3 separate regions of the Sus scrofa genome follow, and all the other regions are linked to region 3. Evidence: chromatin contacts called from public HiChIP or PLAC-seq data. All regions are on one chromosome and are shown on one strand. The core of a region is the stretch at or near the end of the contact, and the rest is flanking DNA. Distances in the headings are between cores, read along the strand shown. Region 1 holds the start of MRPL30 (39S ribosomal protein L30, mitochondrial). Region 2 has its middle 39 kb from the start of FAHD2B. Region 3 holds the start of REV1 (DNA repair protein REV1).

Region 1 (3,214 bases), core at 278-2,777, 280 kb after region 3:
TCATTGCACCAGGCTGGAATCAAACCGATGCCTGCACAGAGACAAGCCAGATCAATAACCCACTGTGCCACAGGAGCAACTCCCACTCAATTTTTGCTGAATGAATAAAGTTTCATTTACAGACTTCTGAAAATGTGAGTCAAAGTTGTAAATAAATGTTTTCTTTCTTCCTTCTTCTTCTTTTTTTTTTTTTTTGCCACATCTAGGGTATGGGGAAAATCTGGGGTCAGGGATTGAACCTGTGCCACAGTAGTAACAATGCCAGATTGTTAACTTGCTAGGCCACCAGGGAAATCCAGTAAAGGTTATTCTTAATAATTAGGCATCTCATTCTAGGATTGTGAAGCATTATTCTGTCTTTTACTGTACAATAAGTTTTCTCTTGACAAATACAAAAGGAGAAAAACAAATGCATCATAAGAGCAGTATGATCCCATTTCCATTTTAAAAAAAAATGTCTGTGAATGTGTATATAAACACAGAAAAACTCCGGAGGGCTATCACAGAATCATTAGCATACCCAGTGAGAGGGGGTTAGGCTAATAGGGCGATTTTTCCTTTTTTTCCCCTCTGTAATATCTGATAGGTTTGTTGTTATTTTACAATGACTACGCAAGTAACTGTTACTAAAAAAAAAAAAAAAAAAAAAAAAAAAAACCACACACACACAACTAATTCTTTTTCTAAAGAGACAAAATGATAAAAGGGGGGAAACACTATTGAAAATGCAGAACGCACAATTTCCCTTTCAATAAACCGACATCCCTGAAGGCAAGAAATGTCTCTTTGAACTTCTCATGCCTAACTATTAAGCAGCCTCTTAGAGAAGAACCCCAAATAAACAAAAACAAAAATAAACTCTGAACAGGTAGCTTTACGTAGGTGGCGATCAAAACGGGGTTGCAAAATCACGACTTTTAATAAAACGGTAAATACTTTAACTGCCAGCTCTGGAGGGTTTACCTTCTAAAATGCAGCAATTTTTGGATTAGACCATTTTGTATCTCCATTAACAACTCCAGTTATGCGGACCCCAGTGGAAAGCCGAAGTTATGAATAAAGCAGAAGCACAGAGAATGCTAATACACACTTGAATTCCCCTTCCCCCAAGATTGCCCAGCCCAGGCGGCTCTTCCCTGAGCTCCAGGAGACGGGGCTCCACAGGCCGCGTCAAGGGATTCTTCTAACTGGGAAACAGGTTCCCGCCGGCTAAAGGCTTTTCGGGAGCCAAAGGGACAGCATCTGGGGCAAGCCCATTCAGGTGCTGTGACCCGCAAACTAGAACTGAATAGAGAAAGTCAATCCACGTCTGCTTAAGGCTCCCAGATACCTATTCCTGGCAAAAATGTACTTTTTGCATTCCGCTCATTCCGCACTCACCAGCGACAGCTAAACGACTTGCAGCCTGAGGTTAACCACCAAGGGGAAGCAGAGCAGAGGGAGGACAGAAAGTGCCACATTCAAACCCGTTCGTCATCCTGCCCACACCCGCAGTTTAGTTCCGCCCGAGTCCTTCCCAAGCAGGAGTCCCAGAGCGCAGGCGCACTGGCATCTCGTGACCACTCCCCAGAGTGCTGCAAACCCCACCCACCCCAGCCTGGCTTGAAGTGGAGGTAAGTTTCCGGAATTATGGCGAAGTCGGGGCTGGGACCGGAGGCTGGGAGTGCAGCTGCAGTCACTGTGATAAAGCGGGCGTTGGAACTAGAGTCCGAGTCACGGTATCCACAAGCTCTGGTGTGTTACCAGGAGGGGATTGACCTGCTCCTGCAGGTTCTGAAAGGTGAGCAATGAGCCGGGTAGGGAGGACCGGGAAAAGGAGCTGCATCCCACTGTGTCTGGGCGGGAGTGAAAGAGTTAAAAGCATTCCTGTGCCCCGCAAGGAATCAGCAAATACATTTGGTGGGGTATTTGCTGTTGGACTGGTTTCTTTAATATCTTTAATAGGTTGATGTCGTCAGTAAAAGGGGGGGTTACTATTTAGAATTTTGAGACATAATCAAATAGATAATAGATAGCCTTGATAGAACTTGGGTTTGAACAAACTATAGAAGACGTTTTAGGATCAATTTGGAAAGTTCGAATATGGATTGGGGATGTTAACATTATTAACTTTGTTAGGCAATGTGTTATTTTTCAAATTTTGTTCTTAATTTTAGAGATGCAGGCTGGAAGTGTTTGGGAAGAATTATGCTGTCTGGATTGATTTTTACTTTAAAAGAAAGTTGAAACAAATATGACAAAATGCTAACAATTTTTAAATCTAGGTGATAGTTACACCCTTTTTCTTTTCTCAGTAAACATTTTCATTAAAAGTAAAAAAAAAAAAAAGCTTTTTGAGGAGAAATGGGTGTACTGAAATTTGGTGTGAGAAATGTTTCAGGTTGTCAGAGGAGACAGTTAATACTTTCTGTTACATAGTTATTCCATGTTGAGAAGATCCCAAATAACCCTTAACACTCTGCACAATCCCTGGCCCATAGTAAATACCCAGTAATTATGTTTTAAACTAAGACCAGCTCCTGCTCCCCACCCCCCAGAGCTCCCAGTCTGGCCTAAGATTTCCCCTTTGTGCCTCTTAGCCTGAGTGCTTCTGATGTGTTTCAGAAGCTTTGAGACAGCAGAGACCGCTCTTCAAGGTTAGGTGCTTTTCTCAGAACTATGAAGCTCCACTTTGGACAGGGACCCTTTGATAATGATGATGACCTTAACAGTGAAAGTAACTGTCATATTTATGAGTGCTGAGTGCCAGGCAGTCTGCAGAGTATATTAACGGCATGATCTTGATCCATCCTGAAAATTACCCTCAGAGGTAGGAGATGATGTTATTCTCATTGCAGCATAAAAACTAAAGTGGCAGGAATTCCCTGGTGGTCTAGTGGTTAGGATTTGATACTTTCACTTTGGGGGCCTGGGTTTGATCCCTAGTCTGGGAACTGAGATCCTACCCCTTTGGGAGTGGGTGAGGGAAGCTCACGTTGCAGTTCTGTCACTGTTGGTAGAGTCACAATTGGAACCCAAGGCTTTAAAGACTCTGCTCTACTGACCTCCCCCCCCCCAAAAGGAGAGATGATGAACAGAGTGGAATCTGAGGCAGGAGAATCACAGTTCTGCCACTGTGTGTGGTCCACTGATACCATAGCAGTTACAGAGACAGTGATGTGATCTTGCAGGTTAGGGTATAAATGCAAATAACTCTGATAGTGCAGGGAGCATG
Region 2 (3,278 bases), core at 255-2,754, 360 kb after region 3:
TCTCCACTATCTCTGAGTGAGAAGAACATCCTTGTCCTGGTGCAGCAGATGCTGCTGGAGTATTAGAATCCTGTGCTACAGGGGAGTCCATGTAAGCCCGTTGTGGTTTTCCTGTGTCCTCTGCTAGAAATGGACCAAGAATGGGTGTGTGATGTAATTCTGTCCAGTGAGCCATGACAGAAAATCAATGAGAGTGACTCTGGGGTAAGTTCCCTCACTCTTCAATAGGCATGTCCAGGAAGAGGTGATCTCCTCTGCTGGATGCTATCCCCTGCTGGATGTGATGGCTAGAACCATGGCAGCCATCTTGTGATCATGAGGGAAGCTGGCCTGAGAACTGGCTCACTGAAGTGAGCAGCATGAAAGGGGAGAGAAGCTTGGGTCTCTGTTGATACTGAGCAGTCCTGGGCTGTCCTGGGCTGAGCAGTCCTGGGCTGTCCTACCTTGGGGCTTCTGTGCACAGGAGGAGCATCACCTTTCTTGTTTAAGCCCCTTTGAGGTGGGCCTTCTGTTCCTTGCAGCCAAAAGCACTGTAACTAATCCCCACATCTCCCTCTGCTCCATGTCCTGCTCCAGAGGCAGGTGCAGACCAGCACCAAGCCGCCCTACTCTGGGGGAAAGCCATGCTACCAGTTCTTTGCCCACACAGTTGGGATTCAGCCTCATGTGGCTAGCTGCTCATGACAAAATCACGCTGCCTACCCCAGCCAGAAAGAGGTGGGAACTGCATTCAAAACCCCAGGCAGTGGGGAGGAGTGGTTTGGGGAGAGGTTATGTGGGGGCCACATAAGAGAAGGCTATTTCTGATCCTCAGAATGCCCAGACCACTTCCCAGCATGGCCCAGCCCAGCCCTCAGGGGTCCAGGAGACAATGCCAGCAACCCCCCTCCAGCTGCTTGTGGGCTGGCTAGGGCAGAAAGGCTGGGGGTTAAGTTCTGGAGAATCCCCAGGCCCTGGGGCTGGCCCAGAATGGGGTTTTGTGACAGGAGTGAGACCATTCTGTCCTGCAGCTCTCAGCTCTCCTGGTGCAGAATGAATACAGGCAGTTAAGCACTTTTCTGGCAACTGATTATATAGATTTGCTTTCATTTTTGCAAATGACCCAGGACAAGCAGGCAAGCCCTCCCCCAGGCATTTGTGTTGAAACACTGAGCACACCAGCTTCTGCTCTCTGGAAAAGGGACTCTTTGGCAGGAAGAAGGGCCTGGGGGGAGGTACTTCTTGAGGCACATTCTTTCTTGGAGAACATGCTAGAGGGCCTGAATGTCACCACTCTCCCCAAGCCACCCACTACCAGCTGCCCAGCAAATTGCAGATCTGATCACACCTTTCAGATGGTGCCCTTTGTCCAAGAATTGCCAAGCAGCAGGGAACTTTGTGTCTGCTGTTCCAGCTTCACGTGGCTGGGCTTTTTGCTTGTGCGGTTTCCTGTGCCAAACTCCCCTTCACTGAGCCAGGCTGCTGTGCCACCCTGGCCTGGCCATCAGAGTCACAGGGGCTGGTTCAGGCATGGGTGTGTGACTCATTCTGGGCCAGAGAGCATCAGCTCTGGGGCTTCTGTGGGAACCCCTGGGAAGGGGACGCCCACACCTCTGGGTTTGCTAGCTGGACAGTGTACAACTGGTGCTGCTGGGGACCATCTTTGTCCCCCAAGGGGCTCAGCCTAAGAATGAAACCTACTCAGAGGGAAGCAGATTGGAAAGGCACGAAGGGACATCCTAGTGACATTATCAGAGCGCCTGAATCCATTTTTGCCTGAAAGCTACCTCTGGACATTTTAGTCATTTGAGTAAAAAAATCCTCTTTGTTAAAACACACACACAAACACACACACACACACACACACACACACACACACAAACTTAAAATACAATTTGAGCCTGGCTTTCAGGCCTTCACAATACACATCATTCACTACTGAGAGTTCCTGTTGTGGCTCAGCAGGTTACAAACCCAACTAGTATTCACAAGCATGGGGGTTTGATCTCTGGCCTCCTTCAGTGGGTTAAGGATATGGTATTGCCATGAGCTGTGGTGTAGGTCACAGACACGGCTCAGATCTGGCATTGCTGTGGCTGTGGCATAGGCTGGCAGCTAGAGCTCTGATTCAACCCCTGGCCTGGGAACCTCCATATGCTGCAGGTGCAGCCCTAAAAAAGACAAAAGACAAAAAAGAAAAGGCATTCACTACTAATAGAAAGGCAGGATGGAGGCTTCCTTTGTCGCTCTCCATATGCCACTCTCACAGCACTTTGCCACCCGAGCAGCATTTGCCAATTTATTAGGGACTTTAATTACATCAGCAAATTCCCTTCACATGTTTCTTATAGCATAACCTGATTAGGGGGTTGATATTCTACCAGCTTTTTTATATTCTACTGGTTAAAGGCAAGTTCTAGGCCCTGCCCATGTTCAAGGGGAGAGGGTTATATAAGGGCTTGGGCACCAGGGCTTATCTTAGAATTCTGCCTCCCGCATAGGTATAATGTGATATTTTATTGCTGTTTTAAAAATTATGGTAAAATATACATAACACAAACCTTACCACTTTACCCACTTTTAAGTGTACAGTTCAGTAATATTAAGTACAATCATATTATTGTTCAACTATCACCACCCTCCAACGCAACATGTTCATCCTACAGAACTGAAACTATGTACCCATTAAAGACTAACTTCCCATTTCCCTCTTGCCCCAGCCTCTGGAAACCACCATTCTGCTTTCTGTTTCTATGAATTTGATTATTCTAGGTATTAATCACATATAGGTGGAGTCATAGGGTTTCTTCTTTTCTTTTTTTGGGGGGGGGGTTCTTTTCTATGGCCTCAGCATATGGAGATTCCCAGGCTAGGGGTCTAATCGGAGCTGTAGCTGCCAGCCTACACCAGAGCCACAGCAACGTGGGATCTGAGCTGCTTCTGCGGCCTACACCACAGCACACGGCAACACCGGATCCTTAACCCACTGAGTGAGGCCAGGGATCGAACCAGCAACCTCATGGTTCCTAGTCAGATTCATTAACCACTGAGCCACGACGGGAACTCTCAGTTTCTTCTTCTGACTTATGCTATCACTTAGCATAATATCCTCAAGCTTCATCCATATTGTAGCATATGTCAGAATTTCCTTTCTAAGGCTGACTGATATTCCATTGCATGTACAGACAACATTTTGTTTATCCATTCATCTGTTGATGGACACTTGGGTTGCTCCCATTTTTGGCTGTTGTGAATAACGCCATTATGAATCTGGGTACACAAATATCTCTGAGATTCTG
Region 3 (3,212 bases), core at 549-3,048:
CACAGTGGGTTAAGAATCCCACTGCATGGGCCTGAGTCACTGCTTGGTCCCTGATCACATGCCGAGGGTGCAGGGAAGGGTTTGGGGGAGAGTGAATGTAAGTGACTGAATAAAATTAAAATAAGAGCGTCTGCAAGCATTGTGTAATATTTTATAGGCTAGCATAACAGATTATTCTATTTTTATTTTATTCTTTTTATTTTCTTTTTAGGGGTGCACCTGTGGCACATGGAAGTTCCCAGGCTAGGGGTCAAATGGGAGCTGCAGCTGCAGGCCTATGCTACAGCCACAGCCTCACCAGATCTGAGCCACATCTGCCACCCACGACGGCAGCCTGCAGTGTGTATATGTATGTATATACACATTTACATTTATATATATATGGAATACTGACACACACATATATACACATATACTGACACACATATAAACATAATAAGGGGATGCCACTTCTGTGGCATCTCAGACGACACCCTGATCTTGCAGCTGGCAACTGTCTGTGAGCCTGTTGAAATTATGCCATGTGCATTAAGTTGTGAGGTCTCAGAAAAGCATGCAACCTGACTTTGAGACGTTAGCTAACAAGAATACTGAAGTCGAAGTGCATTCATAAGTCTATAAAACGGCAAAAACGAAGAGGCTTAATTTAAAAAAATAAACAAGTCATTTGAATATTCTCTGACTTACTAGTAAACATGTCTCAGCTCTGCAAAAATAAGTTTTCACAAGAGTACTAATTGTTTCCTAAGCACGTGCAAACTCAAGACTCTTAGGTAAGGGAATAAGGGAAAAGTGTGGAGACTTTACAGGGATGTTTGCGTCATGTTCGCGCATTACAACAATAAAGACTACTGGTACTGTAATACAATACCAACGTGAGATCTCCAGGCAAACCAACTCTGCCAAGGGGGGAAATGGTCCTTACGTAACTTTTATTTTACGGTCTTTTGCTGGAAGGCCCTCAATTAAAATGGTATTCAAGCATACATAACGTTCGATTTTTTTGTTTTTATATTAGTGGCAAATTGCTTTCGCGTGTAACCTCAGTGCTATTTGTGGAATGTGACACCTGCCGAAGGTTTACAAATGTCCACGTGATTGGAGGCGGGCATTCATCGCGTGGGCAATAGTGTTCGAGCTCCCTGCGGGAGCTGGCAATGCTTAAATCCCGTGGCGCAGTGTACATTCCCACTAACCTCTGTGGGCCCTCATTCCCACTTGCTCCCTGACACAGCAGTCTCAGTTCACGTGTGTCCCTTTCTCCACTAGATGTCACTGTAAATCAAGTGCTAGTGGCGGGGCACCCGGGTGTTTTGCGGATCTTCAGACCTGTCTTCTAGGGTTTTAAGCATGGTCAGTCCCTGCACTTGTGTCCTCCCAATTGGGGAGTGCAGAGTGGGGCGGAGATTCACTGAGGCGAGGACAGCGCCGCGACCCGGACTTAGAGGCCTCAGGTCTCGGGCTGCAGGGCTGGCGGCAAGATGAGAAAGGCGGGCCAGCGCGGCGCTCCTCTCCTTCCAGGCGAGAGAGACGGTCACGTGCCGCGGAGGCGTGCCCCCTGCGGGCGGGCTGGGGAGGGGCGCCGAGCGAGTCGTTTAGGGTCGCCCGGGGCAGGGCTGGAAACTGGCGCGTGCGCCGCGCCAGGCGTAGTGCGGGCCGGGGCGGGGACTATCGCCGCAGCCGCGCGCGCAGGGCGGGCCGCCGCGGGGCGGGGTGGAGCCTGGGAGCGCGCCGGCCACCGGAGGGGGAGGGGCGGCCCGGGGCGGAGCTGCGGCGCGCGCTCCCGCTGGAGGGGGAGGGGCACAGCAGCCGCCGAGCGCGCGCAGACCGGCCCCGGCGAGCGTGTGGCGAGTGTGGACCGCGGCGCGGCAGTGCGACTCTTTCCCTCGGCCCTCTTCCCCGCCCCCAGCGAGGGCACCGTGCGGCGGCGGCGGTGGCGGCGGCGGCGCCCGGGCCCGCGAGGCCGGAGGAGGCGGCCGTGCCCGGGCATGGTGGTCTGGGGCAACGCGGAAGGTGAGCGACCCCTGGGCCGGCGGTGGGGGCGGGGTGGGACCGGCCCCGCGTCGCCCGGCAGCGGCCCGAGCGCGGACGGCCTGAGGCGGGGCGGGGTAGGGCGCGCCAGTCCGGCCACCGCGGCGCGTGGTCGCGCGGCCTGGGCGGCCCGCGGCGCCCGGAGCGCCGCAGCTGCCGGGTTATGTAACGCGTGACCTCCCCTTCCCCCTCCGCCATGGCGCGGCCGGCCCGCCGCCGCCCGCGCTCGGGCGCCCCTTCGACGCGCCGCGCGGACGACTCGCGCCCGCGGCCCTGCTCGCCGCGCCCCCGCGTCCCGCCGGCGGACGCCTCCCGGGCCCCGCTCGGACTGAGCCGCAAACTCCCTCCTCCTGCGCCGGCGCCGGGCCGGCCATTCAGTCCCGCGCCATTCATTCGGGCGCGCGTCCGGCGGGTGGCTGGGGAGCGGCGCCTGCAGTCGGCTGGGGTCAAGCGCTGGATTCTCCACCCGGTCTCCTTCCGCGGCATCGCCCCCCTTCATTCCGCAGCAGCCCCCTCGCCCCCCACTGGATCCCGGAATTGGTGTCCGACTCTCCGAAGGCAATTTCTCCTCACTTCGTTTTCCGTGTTACTTATCTCTTGCCTCGCTGTGCAGGGCACCTTTCCGCAGGTGTCCTGACAAGTGCCCCTTTCACACCTGCCGCTTCGCTTCCTGTGAAAATGATTCAGCACCTGTGCCGATGGAAAGGGGCATTTCCTTTTCTCTCTAACCGCTTTTACTACTGAAACCCAGTGTGTAAAGAAATATCTTGGTGTATCACTCCTGAGTTGACACCCGGCCCCCCCCGATTTAAAAAAAGATTGCAGATGATTTCTGTTTCTCACGTCTTTTCAGATAACTAAGCGTGGAAGTGGTATTTAGGTGAAAATAACATAGACTAGTAGATGCCATAAAAGGGCTTGTAGCTAACTGGTAAGGACTTTAACGATGCTGAATTGTATGTGTCTGCTTTTGCTTGGCCTCTCCACTGTAGGATTGAGAATTAGCCATTTCCTCTTTAAGGTAGGACAGTCACAACCTTGCTTCTTTCTGGGGACTGCACAGTAACCCATCCTGTTAACTTCTACAGGCTTTCCAAACTTCATCGCAGCTTTCCCACGTATCCTTGGCTTAGAGCAGATGGTGCTAGCCTGTAGTTCCCTCCCTGTACTTCCGATGACTT

Evidence for each region. HiChIP or PLAC-seq counts read pairs in DNA pulled down with a chosen protein or histone mark.
Region 1: a contact with region 3 is called in an H3K27ac HiChIP or PLAC-seq map of alveolar macrophages. The contact joins the promoter of MRPL30 here to the promoter of REV1 in region 3. A contact is called at or near these places in 2 of 47 Hi-C or Micro-C datasets (embryonic fibroblasts and heart right ventricle) and 2 of 2 datasets of contacts at active chromatin or transcription factors (alveolar macrophages and skeletal muscle).
Region 2: an H3K27ac HiChIP or PLAC-seq map of alveolar macrophages shows a contact between it and region 3. The contact joins the enhancer-like site here to the promoter of REV1 in region 3. A contact is called at or near these places in 6 of 47 Hi-C or Micro-C datasets (embryonic fibroblasts, fetal skeletal muscle, heart right ventricle and 2 more) and 1 of 2 datasets of contacts at active chromatin or transcription factors (alveolar macrophages).

Annotation. Positions count from the first base shown.
Region 1 is chr3:55,052,912-55,056,125 of Sscrofa11.1, forward strand. It overlaps MRPL30 (39S ribosomal protein L30, mitochondrial), which reads right to left and starts at 1,528. Exons shown (of 6, transcript XM_021087197.1): 1 at 1,381-1,528. MITD1 (MIT domain-containing protein 1) reads left to right here and starts at 1,564. Exons shown (of 6, transcript XM_021087196.1): 1 at 1,564-1,780. The coding sequence starts at 1,630.
Region 2 is chr3:55,131,052-55,134,329 of Sscrofa11.1, forward strand. No RefSeq gene overlaps it. Among named protein-coding and RNA genes, the nearest start is that of FAHD2B, 39 kb to the right of the region's middle. Within about 2 kb of position 1,505, at least 8 of the 83 cell types and tissues checked have an H3K27ac peak or open chromatin away from gene starts, as enhancers often do. A contact at or near this core is called in alveolar macrophages, where this site is marked.
Region 3 is chr3:54,773,804-54,777,015 of Sscrofa11.1, forward strand. It overlaps REV1 (DNA repair protein REV1), which reads left to right and starts at 1,799. Exons shown (of 23, transcript XM_021087184.1): 1 at 1,799-2,013. The coding sequence starts at 1,989.